Linked DNA regions of Mus musculus: regions 2, 3 and 4 are each linked to region 1. The links are chromatin contacts, called in public promoter capture Hi-C maps. All regions are on one chromosome and are shown on one strand. The core of a region is the stretch at or near the end of the contact, and the rest is flanking DNA. Distances in the headings are between cores, read along the strand shown.

The links. Promoter capture Hi-C pulls out the DNA fragments that hold promoters and counts their contacts. Capture Hi-C pulls out chosen DNA fragments and counts their contacts.
Region 2: a contact with region 1 is called in a promoter capture Hi-C map of erythroid cells, with 4 times the contacts expected there. The contact joins the promoter of Ipo13 here to the promoter of Pomgnt1 in region 1. A contact is called at or near these places in 2 of 39 promoter capture datasets (erythroid cells and liver).
Region 3: a promoter capture Hi-C map of pre-B cells shows a contact between it and region 1, with 2.8 times the contacts expected there. The contact joins the promoter of Tmem53 here to the promoter of Pomgnt1 in region 1. A contact is called at or near these places in 3 of 39 promoter capture datasets (hippocampal neurons, liver and pre-B cells).
Region 4: a promoter capture Hi-C map of adipose tissue shows a contact between it and region 1, with 2.7 times the contacts expected there. The contact joins the promoter of Eri3 here to the promoter of Pomgnt1 in region 1. A contact is called at or near these places in 1 of 484 Hi-C or Micro-C datasets (CD4 T cells) and 1 of 9 other capture datasets (adipose tissue).

The regions. Positions count from the first base shown.
Region 1 is chr4:116,148,934-116,152,283 of GRCm38.p6, reverse strand. It overlaps Pomgnt1 (protein O-linked mannose beta 1,2-N-acetylglucosaminyltransferase), which reads right to left and starts at 1,766. Exons shown (of 22, transcript NM_026651.2): 1 at 1,667-1,766; 2 at 1,041-1,219; 3 at 350-464; 4 at 89-207. The coding sequence starts at 1,160.
Region 2 is chr4:117,913,661-117,917,213 of GRCm38.p6, reverse strand. Ipo13 (importin 13) reads left to right here and starts at 2,215. Exons shown (of 20, transcript NM_146152.3): 1 at 2,215-2,926. The coding sequence starts at 2,843.
Region 3 is chr4:117,250,153-117,253,715 of GRCm38.p6, reverse strand. Tmem53 (transmembrane protein 53) reads right to left here and starts at 1,765. Exons shown (of 3, transcript NM_026837.3): 1 at 1,582-1,765. The coding sequence starts at 1,642. It overlaps Armh1 (armadillo-like helical domain containing 1), which reads left to right and starts at 1,799. Exons shown (of 13, transcript NM_001145637.1): 1 at 1,799-1,963.
Region 4 is chr4:117,548,712-117,552,359 of GRCm38.p6, reverse strand. It overlaps Eri3 (exoribonuclease 3), which reads right to left and starts at 1,995. Exons shown (of 9, transcript NM_080469.4): 1 at 1,630-1,995. The coding sequence starts at 1,764.

The DNA.
Region 1 (3,350 bases), core at 517-3,016:
ACTTAATCCTAATAAGTCCAAGCCAATAGGCAGAGGGTGACGGTTCCCACCGTGCTCTGAATGGACTGAAGATGCTGGTCCAACTCACCGTGGTGCCATCCACAGCCACATACACTTTGCTTCTACTGGAGTATACTTCCACATCCAGCACCCGTCGGGGACTGCTGCCTCTGCGCCGAGGGGACTCCAGACGTCCTAGGGCCTCATCTGGAGAGGGAATTGTAACAGGCGTGGGCGATGACTCACTAGCAGAGTCACACCCTGTGGGATGTGCACGCCATTCCTGCCATGAGACCCCAGGTCCCGTCCCGTCCCCCGCCCCCCTCCCGCACCCTCAGCTGGTCCCCACCATAGTCTTGCTCTGGTTCTGGGTCTTCATTGGCCTCGCTGATTGCTCTCCGAGTGTCCAGGATCAACTTGATGTTGACAATGACGGTCACCAGCAGGAAAAGCACAGCCCCTGTCTGAGTAGGAAAATGGGGGTGACTGCAGCCAGCCCTCTCCAGATCACAAGGGCCTTCTGAAAGTATGACCTTGGCTGAAGAGGACACAGGGACCAGTCTCTCCACTTTCTGGTTCCCAATAAGGACACGGATTTGTGGCCATCTCCCAGAGAATGTTCCCTGGCAGGTTTCCCTCCACCAACCAGGTCCTTCCTACCCCGTGGTCTTGTATTTTCCCATTTGAGTCCTTGACTTCCTTGGTCCCCTCCATAACTAGTTCCTTGAGATGGATTTAGGACCCGAGAACCACAGCGGAGAGCCAGAGACACAGAAGAACGTGGGCCACACTGCCTGACAGTTGGGTGTCAGGGGCAAAGCCTGCCTGACCAGACTTCTGGTTTCTGTTGGATGCCGAGGTCAGACTAGGGTTCTGATTCCAGAATCCTGGCTCTAAACCACTGCCTGAGAAGGCTGTAACAGACAGAGGTTTCCCCTCCAGGAATTTGCTGCCTCTTCTTGATAGCCAAGGTAGTTAGTTCCTAGTCTGTTAGAGTAAAGTTAGGGAGCAGCTTTTGGGACACGTGGGACCTCATTTACCTGACAGAATCTCCTCAGGGCCCGCTGGTTTGTCAGTTTATACTTCCAGGTAAGGTACCAGCTCCGTTTCTTCCTAGCCCCAAAGGGCTTGATGAGGGGACTGGGCTTCCAGTCATCCATACTGGATTAGGGAGTCACCCCTGTCCCGGCCAGTCCATGACTTCAGGAATCTGAGGGGACTATATATAGAGTCACATAGAGTAAGATGCTTGTCCCAAAGCTTAATGCCTTCTGGAATGACTTCTCTCAGCAAACTGCTGAGCTGTGTGCCCTAGGCAACGTGGCTTAACTTCTCTGGGTCTGGCCAGAAAATCTTTGGAGGAGTTGGATCACCTGAAAATTCCCTGGGGCTAGAGGAACTGTGTGCAGGATCAGGGCCTTAGCGGCGGAGGCCAGTAACTCAATCAACTCTTAACGATTCATCAGTCCTTAAAAGGTCCAAATCCCAGTCCTTCCCAGCCCTGGGGTAGAACAGTAACAGCGACCTCCTGCACCCCAATCCTCCACCCTCGTCTCTTCCCATCTGGCTCAACTCCTCTCCTCTCAGGGATCAGGGACGCCGGAAGGTTCAGAAGACCCACCCAGCCCGCATCACCCCTCTGAGACCCGCACTGGGAGGCACTTACGGCTCAGGGGCCCCGGGCCCCGCTCGGGCCGCGCTCGGGCCCGCACAGCTCGGCCCCGCGCGCCGCGGCCTCCGCGGCCTCCGCCTCCTCCATGCCTCTCGCGCCCCGCCCCGGCCCGGCCGGCCCGCCCCGCCGCTTCCGCCGCCGCCGCCGCCGCGGGGTGAGAGGGCGGCGGGCGGCGCTTAGGGCGGCGGCCGCGGCCGGGCGTCTGCAGCGCGAGGGGAGCCGGCGTACTCTGCCTGTCTGGCAGGGTTACGGTCCGCACGAGTGGACCTCGGGCGAGAGCACATCCCCGCACCGCGGAGCCGGAGCAAGCGGCATTCCGGGACCTCGGGCCAGCTCACTGGGCAAGCCAGGATCAGAGGGCTGCAGCTCCGAGGCCTGGCCCAGCCCCGCAAGGCTGTTTCCAGGCCGGGGAGGAGAGGATTAGAAACCTGCTCCGCTACTATTTTGAGCGCTTACGTTAACTCGATTTCATAAACCATGATTAAGAGGCACCGTGACTACCCCATCTTTAAAGAAAACCAAAAATGCTCTTTGATTGTGTGCATGTGCAGGTAGTGCGGGCGCTCCTTGAAGAGACTAGACCTCAGTCTGATACCCCTGGAGCCCAAATTAAAGTTGTGATCCCAACCGCTCCTCTAGAAGAGCACCAGGTGTGCTTAACCACTGAGCCATCTCCAGCTCCTGATTAGTTCTTTTCTGAGGAAGCAGGAGCTTACCTATCTCCTTATAGCCCTAGCTATCCTGGAACTCCTTATGTAGACCCGGCTGAACTTGAACTCACAGAAATTCACCTGTCTCTGCCTCCTAAATGCTAGGATTAAAGGAGTGTACAACATGCCCAGCAACACTTTATTTATTTACACTTTTTTTTTTTTGAGGACTCCAAAAGTGTTGGCATCTTTCGATATGATAGCAGTGCTTGCCAGGTTGGAAGTGGTGTTGCATTCCTATATAGGTGAGGGAAGGCTGTGTGAGGCAAGTCCACTTTCATAACAAGATGCTAAGACCCACAGTAGCTCACTCCTGGGTTCCCAGCACTTAGGAACTGAGGAAGGAGGATTGCCATAGATTCAAGGTCAACTTGGTCTACAACATGAGTTCTAGAACAAGTCAGGATTTTGAAGTGCAACCTGCTCTGAGAAACAAAAAATGTTTTGGTTTTTTACATGTTCTTTATACTGAAGTTTTTCTTATTTAAACATCAAAAAAAGCAGGGGCTGGAGAGATGGCTCAGTGGTTAAGAGCACTGACTGCTCTACCAGAGATCCTGGGTTCAATTCCCAGCAACCACATGGTGGCTCACAACCATCTGTAATGGGATCTGATGCCCTCTTCTGGTGTGTCTGAAGATAGTGACAATGACATTGTACTCACATATATAAAATAAGTCTTTTTAAAAAAATCAAGTCAGCAGAAGTTCTCACATTAGCCTCTGACCCTCTTCTGTCGTCAGGTTTACTGTCCATGATCTTGTCTTCTCATGATCCTTATTAATGTCCAGATTCTCAAACTTGCATGTGCAGTCCTAGATTCCCTCCTGAGCGTCAGGCTCCCCTGTGTCTGAGCGCCAGGCTCCCCTGTGTCTGAGCGCCAGGCTCCCCTGCCTGCTGCATCTCTTCACAAGACCCACAATTTCACAGCTACTGACATCATCTCTACCTGCTCTCAGATCTCTTCT
Region 2 (3,553 bases), core at 966-3,465, 1.8 Mb before region 1:
CTGGGAAGAGAACGCTCTCCCAAGGCTTTCACCACTAGCAGCTTCGTCCCTGAACCTCTGCTTGCTAGCTGAGCCCTCTGCTGCTCTTCTCTGCGCACGACTTGGCTGGCCAAAGATCTCTGAGGATAGCATCTGGTATGCAGACTGGCTGGCCATGCTTGAGTTCCTGTCCTGGCTTCTCCAGAGATGGACTATAATATGGGATTGTAAGATGAATAAACCCTTTCCTGCCAAATTTGGTCATGGTGTTTTGTTACACCAATAGAAACCCTAAAACGGTTGTGAACCACCTTGTGAGTGCTGGGAATTGAACCCAGGTCTCTGGAAGAGCAGCTGGTGCTTTTTTTTTTTTTTTTTTTTTCCGAGACAGGGTTTCTCTGTGTAGCCCTGGCTGTCCTGGACTTCACTCTGTAGACCAGGCTGGCCTCAAACTCACAGGGATCCAATTGGCTTCTTTAAAACGCTTAAAACATTTTCTTTTTTTCCTTTTGGACAACGATTTGCTGACTCATTGTGATGGATGGACTTCCTCTAGCAGCCAAGTGAGTCCTTCTCCTTCCCAGGCTTTGAGGATTCGTCAAGATCTTGTCAAGTTTCTTCGACCTTCTCTGGCCTCAGCAGCTACTTCCAGAGCCAGCTTCCTCCCTTAGAGCACAAGTGTCACCTGGTGTGGTGGGACACATGTAAAGCCCTGTATAGTGACTCCAGCTCTTGTCTTAATCTGTTTCCTCCCCAGGTTTACAAAATTGCTGCTCCTCCTGACGGTATGCCAGCCCTTCTTATTCTTACCCAACTTTGCTACTGCTAGAAGGCTGTGTTGGGAAGAGTTTAGTCAATAAGGAGAGAGAAGCCATATAGTAAGCCCAAATTGAGCTTAATATAATTTATCTAAAAAAAAAAAGTTTTAGGCTGGGCATGGTGGTACATAACTTTAATTCTAGCACTTTGGAAGCAGACACAAGTGGGTTTCGGTGAGCTGGAAGCCAGCCTGGTCTACAGAGTTTCAAGATAGCCAGGGCCTCACAGAGAAACCCTGTCTTGGAAAAAAAGAAAAGAAAAGAAAAAGAAAGATCCTTCTGTTTGAAATCATTTCCTTTCCTGCTGACAGGAGTCAAGGAAAGAAAAAGTTGAGCATGGAGAGGAAGTGCCTGCTGGGAGCAGGGCTTGCCTTCCTCCAACCTCAATTTCCCCATTTTAGCTGAAGACAATGAATAAAAATACCCACTCAAGCCCGGGCTACATAGTGAGATCCCCGCTTGAAAACAAAGAAGGTGGAGGATGTGGTTCAGTTGACAGGGTGCGCGGGAGGCACAGCACTTCAGACACCCATCTTGGTGGCACACTCCTGTAATCCCGGGAGTGCTGGGATTAAAGAGGTACACTCCCCACCCCAAGGCAAGAGACTCCATCTCAAAACAAACCAACCCGCCACAGCAGAATAGAGAGAGAACAAAACCTAAGGTAAAGCCATGAGCTATTCTTACTTGAAACATAATGAAAACCTTAACGATTTCCCTTCTCCTCCTCGTTTCACACACACATACACGCGCGCGCGCAGAATAATATGATTTCCCGGTTGCTCCCGAGCAGATCCACAGTGCTTTTTTTTTTTTTTTTAATTGTGGGGCACCAAGTAACTCCTATCTTTCCTCTTCTTTAGCGGGTGCTGATGGTCACCAACACAACCAGTTCCCTGTGCCTGAGCGCCGACCAAACGTGACCCTCTCCCCTCCATTCTTGGCTTCCAACTCCACCCAAAGGCCCCATGAATCACGTCTTCGCAAGAGTTGCACTCCTAGGCAATGTGACTGAGCAAGATGGTCCTCTGCCCTAAGCCGAGAATAGGATAGGGTTCCATAGGACCCCCAACCCACGTGCTCCAAGCCTCCCTCCTCAGGAGCCACCTTCCGGTCCGACGAAAACTACATTTCCCAGGGTGCATAGAGGCGGGTCCTTGCTTCAGGCAGGGGCCCCTGGCGGTGTGCCGTTCCGTCGCCTGTTCGGGGGCGCGCGAGCTAGCACGAGGACAGGGCCAAAGACCCGGAATGAGTTTCCGCGTAGTTCCGCCGTGCCGTGTCTCGATGTGCTTGGCCGTGCCGGGCCAGGACAAGCGTGGGTGGGGGCCTAAGTTGGTGGTACTGGCGACAGGCGCTCGGGACAGCCCGAGTCTTGCTGAGGTCCCCGCCCCGTCCCGGCCGGGCCGGCCTGTCTGTCAGTCACTGGGGCGGAGGCAGCGACCGTAGCGGGGCCAACGCCGGGAGGCGAACAGATCGCGGGCCAGGCGAACGGAGGGGACCTATCTCAGTCCCCCAACTCTACCGACTCTGCCCCAGACTCACGAAACTGCAATCCCGTGCTTCCTTGGACGTCTCCGTATCTCGCGAAGGGCTCTCTCCCGGGTGATCTCCCAGCCCCCCTGACCTCATAGCATCTAGAAGCTCGTCCAGACTGGGGTGTTATGGGTACAGGCCGTTGATTCTGTGACCCCTCACGGGCCAGGGCCTCTGTTTCCCCTATAGGCCTCCCTCCCCTATGACTTTTGATTCAAGGGACAGAGCTGTGACCTCCCACTAGGACCCTTGTCTGGGAGTACCTCACGGACGCCTCCCTTCTGGGAGCCGCCTTAGCGGGTCCCTTTCCGAAGAGCACATCTTTTGACCTCTGCAACCCACTCCCCCTCCAAACGAGGTGGGCAGGCCTCGGCAGCCATGCCCGCCCTGGGCATCCCCTCATCCCACCACCTCCCGGGTACTCAAGCCGGGGTCTAGCAGGGGGCCGACAGCCAAAGGGCTGGGGCAAGAAAGAGATCAGGGTCCACCTCCCTGCCAGGCAGGGAGCAAAGATGGAGCGGCGGGAGGAGCAGCTGGGGGCTGCAGGGGCTGGAGCAGCACCAGCCTTGGACTTCACTGTGGAGAACGTGGAGAAGGTATGAGGGCCTTGGGGTGGGCACTCCAGTGACAGAGCAGAAGTTCTGGGGACTGACACTAATGCCAAAGCTCAGACGCGGGCTCAGTGCCCGCTGGGATGATGCCCCCAGAGCACCTGGTATTTACCATCTCTCTTGGGCAGCCGGCTTGGACAGCAGTGTTGCAGTGCCTAATGGGCTATTTTGGGCTTTCTGTAGACACAGGTCCCCTTTCGGATAGATACTCTAGGATCTTAGGTTGTTCCCTGTAGGGTGCTGAAGGGTTTAGACTTATAACCAAATCGGCTCCTGCCCAGATCCAGGAGAAAAGCAGGCGGAGTTCTGGAGGGAACCAGAAACTCACAAGACCTGCCACTCAGCCACCCCCACCCCCACGTTAGAAACCACACGGATGCTGAATGATCCTGGACCCGACTCACTTTTTTTCAGTCAAAGGCTCACAAAGATATCTGGAGCTAAACCCGTCTGAGTTATATGTTCATTTATCTTCAGAAAGGGTCTTTTCCTTATTGGATGGAAGTCAAACCGGTCCTGGACAGGCAGGAGTGTGCCTGGCTCTCTTGTTTTGTGCTGGGTCCAAGGGGCTTGGCTCTGCTGGCAACTTTACAGGGCCCTTCCTTCCTTACC
Region 3 (3,563 bases), core at 516-3,015, 1.1 Mb before region 1:
CAGCCCACCCAGAAGGAAAAGAGAACCAACTGCTACCAACTGTCCTCTGACCTGTGCACATACACTACGGTGTGCATGCACACACACAAATAAATAAATATGCAATCAAAGTTAATGCGGGCTGAGTATGACACAGTGGTAAAGCACTTGCCTTAGCACGCATGAGGCCCTGCGTTCAATCCCCCAGTCCTGCCTAAATAAATAAGACTGTCTCTACCCACGTGGGGAGAGAGAGAGTCCCTACCCTCCTGGCCTTGCAGAATGGAGAACCAGCCCTTTGCAGCTGATGGTTCTGCCAAGACAGAAATAGTAACTGACTTCATCTAATGCTATTGTCAAAAATTCTTCAAAAGTCCTTTCACATCTATAAGCCCAACGATCCACCTCTAGGGAGAAACAGATAGTGGCAGTCCTTCCTTCGTGCTTTAGGAGATGAGAGGCCCCTGCCCCATCCTAGATAGATTCCAAGCAAGAAACACACAGTGGGACAGGAGGGCATAGGAAGGGAGGCCTGGGGAGACTTTTTTTGTTTTTGGTTTTGGTTTTTTGGTTTTTTGAGACAGGGTTTCTCTGTGTAGTCCTGGCTGTACTGGAACTCACTCTGTAGACCATGCTGGCCTCGAACTCAGAAAACCGCCTGCTTCTGTCTCCCAAGTGCTGGGATTAAAGGTGTGCGCCACCACCACCTGGCTCTGGGGAGGCTTTTGAAGGAAGCACCCCCTAGCTAAACTTTATGATGAGCTGGACAAGTGCGGGGCAGTGGACTGGAAACACCAAAGAGCAGCATTGGCCGACCTGTACTCCAAGCCTCCTCTGCCCCAGTTTCCAAAAGGGACAACCTTCCATTCTCTGGTCCAACAACTTACACTACTTTACAAGCTACTAATCTTAGGAGGCCTCCCACACATCTTTTTTTAATGATATGGCCTTAGGAGGGTTAAACACACACACACACACACACACACACACACGTTAAGTTTAAATGCCAACTACTAAGCTTACTTCCATCAGGATTCATGCCAAGTCCTTTACACAAATAATCTCAGTTGTGCAACCAGCAATTTTTCCTCAGCTTTGCTCCAGGAAAACTAAAATTCAAAGTTGAAAGTTTGCCGAAGGTCATCCAATTACTAAAGGGATAGGATTTCAACAGAATTCCACCCGGCCTAACCGACCATTCTGTTAACCACTGCCAGGGTGAGCTGAGAAGGGCAGGACTAGGCTTGCTGAGTCCCTTGGCTTTTCTGAGGACCAGAGGCTCCCCCAGGAATCCAAACCTCTGCAAAAATGAAGGATGGGCCTAGTCACACTTGCAAATGAGGAGCGAGAATCCAAAACAAAAGAATTAGAATGAACCTTGAAGGGCCTCCAGCTACAAAGGGAAGCAGAACCTTGAGAACCTGTTGTGGAACAGAAAGACCCTCAGTCGACTGGGGGCGGGGCACGGGGGGCGGGGCTGGGAGCGCCCCGCAAGCTCTAGCCAGCCCTGCGGGACCCCCGAAGGGGGCGGGCCGAGGGAGGGCGGGCCGCAGGGTGGGCGGGGCATCGCTGTTAGGTCACCTTCCCAATCCCCCTCCATACTCTGGCTCCAGCAGGGCTGATCCGGGATCTCGATGCTGTAATCCAGCTCGGCCGAGGCCATGGTGAAGGTGCGGGTCTTCAGCACAGGCCTCCCGCCGGAACTCCCGCAGTTTCACCTCGGCGGGGCCGGGACGCCGCCGGGCCACGCCCCTCCCCGCCCACGCCCAGCGCTGTCCAATCCCCGAGCCGCACTCTGTGACCTCCCTGCCTAGCAACCAGGGAGTCGCTTCGCGCCTCGGGCGGCACCCACTAGCCCGGCCCTAGCAACCGCGCCCCGCCCCTACTGTCTTTGGGCCCCAGCAATTGGCTGACTCTCTTGATCTTGGATCAAGTATTGGTCAGTGGGGCAGCGCTCTCGGAGCGACCGCACCCTCCTGTGAAGGTAAGAGTCGGTGGGAGAGTTGAATGAAGTATTACGGGTCTGCAGAGGGCATCTCAGAACTTTGTCTTCTGGTACTTGGTAGAAAACTTGAACTTGCACCTCTAACTACATCTACCTCCATCGCCAGCAGCAGTTCCCAGGCTGGAGGCAGAAAAAACGAACAAAACAGTGTTAGGCGGCGCGTGCCAACGGGTCCTTCTAAACCTGTGGGTTGAGACTGGTTGCCTGACTGGAAAGGGGTCTTCGGGTAATAAGACATGGCCTTTCATGTGTGAGTCCAAGTAGTTTAGACGAGTACAGGAGTACAGCTTTCTTACATTTAGTAAATATTTTCTGAGCTGGGCATAATGGCGCATGCATTTAATTCCAGCTGTGAGGAGTTGAACTCTGTGAGTTTGAGACCATCCTGATCTATCTCCAGGACAGCCAGGGCTACACAGAGACACCCTGTCCAAAATAAATAAATAAACACATACATGCATACATACATAAACAGAAAAAGAAGCTATTTGGGTGATGGGAATGAGTGGGTATGGTGTGTAGGAGACAGAAACCAGGAGGAAAGTATTGAGGGCTGATGATTAATACGGTAAATAAAACCTCAAAGATGGCACTGGATTTACAAAGAAGTTGTTAGCAACCTTTGCAAGTGCCATTCCAGTGAACAAAAGAGTCAGTGGCTTGAGAGTGAGTGGGAGGTGACAGCATAGTGGTATGTCCCTGGAATCCCAGCCAGGAGTCTAAATGCTTCAAGCCATCCTCAGCTACATAACAAGTTCCAGGCTAGCCTATGCTACATGAGACTTGTCTTAAAAGAAAGAGGGGGGATGGAACACTTGCAAGGCAAGTTATTTTGTCATTCGCTGGCAACCGCTAGGAGGTACAGGCTTTTGTTCAGATGAGAGAGATCCAGCAAAGAGATAAAAGATAAAATCACAGGGGAATTGGGTATGTGAAAGCATATGGCCCCCAACCGTGGGGACTCTCACTTTACACTGCTGAGGAGTAACTGGGGAGATGGCTGAGCTAGTGTGAGGAACCAACTTAGACCCCCAGGACACACATAAAGGCTTCGGGGGCGGGGGGGGGGGGCTGGAGAGATTACTCAGTGGTTAAGAGCACTGACTGCTCTTTTGAAGGTCCTGAATTCAAATCCCAGCAACCACATGGTGGCTCACAACCATCTGTAATGAGATCTGATGCCCTCTTCTGAGGTGTCTGAAGACAGCTACAGTGCGCTTAGATATGATAAATAAATAAATCTTTTTTTAAAAAGCTGCGGGGGGGGTGTGGGGGGGCACACAGCTTTCCCAGAACCGAGGAGGCAGAATCAGGCATATCCCAGAGACTTGCTGGCCAGTCACTTTGGCCAAATCAGCAAGATCCAGATTCAGTGGAAAATCCCTCAAAAAAAAAAAAAAAAATGACAAGTGATGGTGAGATGGCTCAGTGACTAAAGGTGCTTGCTGAGCAAGCCTGGTGACCTGCACTCCCTCTGTGAAGTCACAGAAAGGAGGGAGGACAAAGCCAACTCCACACCATTAACCTTTGACCCTCGGCGCTTGTCCTGTGCCATACATATACCCTCTCTCACAAATAC
Region 4 (3,648 bases), core at 746-3,245, 1.4 Mb before region 1:
ACATGGCAGCTCACAGCTGTCTGTAACTCTAGTTCCATGGGATCTGACACTCTTACACAGACATACATGCAGGCAAAATACTTCCAAGTCTGCCTCAACTTCTAAAAAAAAAAAAAAAATCAAGCTAATCAAAGCCAAATCAAGACAACATGAGAGCCAATCACAGGCAGCATGTGCAGAAGCCAGCCAGGGCTACACACCAGGGCCATCAAGGCATATCTACCCTCGTCATCACCTCATTCAGATATGCTAAAGGATCAGAAATCACAGACATGATCTTGTAAGCTAGTGAAGTCTCTGCGCAAACATCTACAATTGGAACCATAATCCTGTCTACCACTCCACACACTTAAGACTTTATTCTATCCTGATCCCCTGGGAACAGGGCACTCTCCAGTTTATGCCACCAGGGAGTAAACTTTTCAAAATAAAATGCAATAACAACCCCTTTGATTTAGATATTTCAAGTTGAAGGGAGAGCTCTTAGCCAAGCTCCAGGACCTAACTGGCTGATTATTTACAGGATCTTTGGGCAGGAATTGTTAATGAGCTTTTAATTTGGAGTGCTTAAGTTGCCAAAGTGCTCTGAGCTCCAGTGAAGCACCACAGAATCCATAAAGGAAACCTTATCAATCACTTCCCGGCAGCTCCCTTCCCCCAGGCAGCACCTGCCGACAGGCAGCCAAGTGGGTTTCTAACCAAGATCACAGGCATACATTAGTGGAGTCACACTCCAAGTCACTGTTATAAATTGGCTTTTAAATGGTGGGCGATTCAAGTATAATATACTTAAGGTCCAAGACCGAGCCCACTAAAACAAGGTATACTGTGTATGATAAAGTCAGAATAAAGCTGAATTTGATGAAGCCAGTTTTCTGGTACAAACTCTACAGTCAAAAATCATTCGGCCAATCACAATCTACTACAGTTAAATAGCTTAGTCTTTGGCCAATGGGATTCATGTTTTGCTGCCCTTGGGCTGGGAAACCAATGAAATGCACTAGCAAATGCAAGCCACAAAAATGGTCAGAGACAATTATTGGCCCCAGTCATTGCGAAATCCAGCCTGAGGGGCAAGCTCTGTATCTCCAGATGAGGGGCCCCATACCCAGCATCTTCCAGGCCAACGTCGAGCAGCTGACATTTCACAAGAACTCAACCCAAGTCATGCTTTCTTTGTTTTAAGAAGACACCTGTTGCTGGACCACTTGCAATAAAGACATACAAAAAGCTACCTGGGTTAAGGCTCTTTCTCCACTCTGTCCACCTCTGTCCACCATTATTACCCACAGCTTGTGACTTACAAGGAAGTAAAGTGCTAGCATGTGTGCCTGTGCCAAGATGCGGAGGGGGTAGTCTATAAATAATTCCTTAATCTTCTACTTTATCTGGTCAAACCTCTCTCCTTCTCCAGAAATCTCAAACCAGGCCCTTTCATCAACTCACCCAGTCTCTCTCGCAAAGCCGAGCTCCCCCACCGCCCTCCCCAGCTATCCCTTCGCCCAGAGTTCTAACATCCAGGGTGAGCACCAGGCCAGAATCCCAGGCTCCTTAAGTGTGCGCGCCACGACCCACACCCCGCATGCATTAACCAGGGCCCAAGCTGGGGGCCCTCTCAATCTCACCCACCCCAGGGTGTTGCCCCCAGCTCGGGCCCATCCAGGTCCAGGGAAGCGTAAGGGGAGGGGCAGGGGGCCAGGAGACCAGCCCTCCTTCCCAGGGCCGCCCCCGCCCCCCGTCAGCTGCCGGAGAGGCTGTCGCCATGGCAACGCCCCCTCCTCCGGGCCAGCACGGCAGGCTCTCTCCAGGTGCAGGCCCCGGCGTCTCCCTCGGCCTCAGCAGACGCTCCGGGCAGTTGACGGCAGCGGGCACGGCCCGCGCCGCCTGCGGCGCTGGCCAGGCAGAAGCAGGGCCAGCTCCGCCCGCTTCCCACAGCCCGTTCCAGGCAGCCTCAACAGCGGCAGCCAGCACCACGAGTCCACAACACACCGACTCACCTCCGCGCACTCTGACCCCGACCGACGCGGTGGACGGGCGGGCGTGGTAGCCAACCGCTGAGCCCGCTGCTAGCGCCTTTGGCCAATGAGCTGGAGTAAGGCGGGGCTTCTTCTCTCCAAACGCTCTCTCTCCCGCCGACATGCGCGTTAAGGTGTGTCAAGATGGTGACCGTTGGCTCTGGGCCTTGTGGGACTTGTAGTTTAGAGGAGCCACGTATTCAAAAGAGAAAGGGAGGGTCACTTCTAAACAGTGAAAGGGGTTTTCTTAAAAAATAAATAAATGATAATAATAAAATAACCCGAAATCTTCGTCAGGCCTAAAATGACCCAGATGCTCTACTTATTTTCCCCACCTTGACTGTAGGCATTCGGTGAGTATGGGCTTAGGAGACATTCTCTTTAGGCGACACTTTTCTGTGATTCATTGTCAACAAGTAATCGTTATCTACTTTCTGATGCGGGCCTGAGGGAAATCTGGAAAGAAGGGAGGCGAATTCAGCTAAAAAGAAAATGCTGAGATTTCTGAAGGGCCTTTCTGAGGAGGAAGCTTCTGGCTTGTTGAGGCCCTCAGAGGAACTGTCAGGGTTAACAAGGTTTCTGGCCATAGCTGTAGTGGGTCTTTCACAGTCAGTCTCTCCAGGCAGCTGGGGAGAACTTCACCTAAAGCGATGGGTGAGTGTCTCCATCTTAGCTGTGCTTCTCTGGGAATCCACGTTATGAAATGGGAAGCATCAGTCTTAAGCCACTGGTGATTTTGACAGCCTCTCAGTCAGATCCATCTTAGGAGCCATCTTCAGTTACCAAGCTCCTCTGTCTGCCACCTGCTATTTTCCTTTAAGACAGCTAATATCAGTTCTGGACCCTGCCACCTCTGAGATCTTAATATAATGGTTCCTGCCTGAGCTGGAAATGCCTGTAATCCCCATATCAGAGAATGCCTTCTTTAATCTCATGCACATAATGGGTTAGATGGTTCTACTGTGAACCTACAGAACTGAGCACAGCACTTTACAATTGTCTCCCTGCCATCTCTCTCCCAGGAATTGAAACTCGTTTAAGATAGCTATTCATTTCCATATTGTTCATGCTGCATGGCTTATACCCAGTATGGTGTCAGTCATAGAGCAGCTATGCAATAATGTGTTTCTGACAAATGAAGGAGTAAACTGCAACAGAGACAGATATCACTCACCCCAACTGAGAAAAGGAGAGCCACGATTGCCTGTCCCCAAATCTTGGAACTAAAACTGGAGCTTCTTCTTCTTATCGTTACATAAACATTAACCTGGATTGGCCCATTCGTCAATGCGTGTTTATACTTCAGAATTGGGCACTGTCTGTTGCTGATGGTTTCATGGTAAGACATATAAAATCCATATCCTCAAGGAGCTTTTCTATAGGAAAGGAAATGGAAGGGATGGGCAATGAAAAGATAATATAAAAAGTAAAACAATGGGCTAGAGAGATGGCTCAGCGGTTAAGAGCACTGACTGCTCTTCCAAAGGTCCTGAGTTCAAATCCCAGCAACCACATGGTGGCTCACAACTGTCCATAATGAGATCTGATGCCCTCCTCTGGGGTGTCTGAAGACAGATACAGTGTACTTACATATAATAAATAAGTCTTAAAAAAAAAAAAGAATCTGTATTCT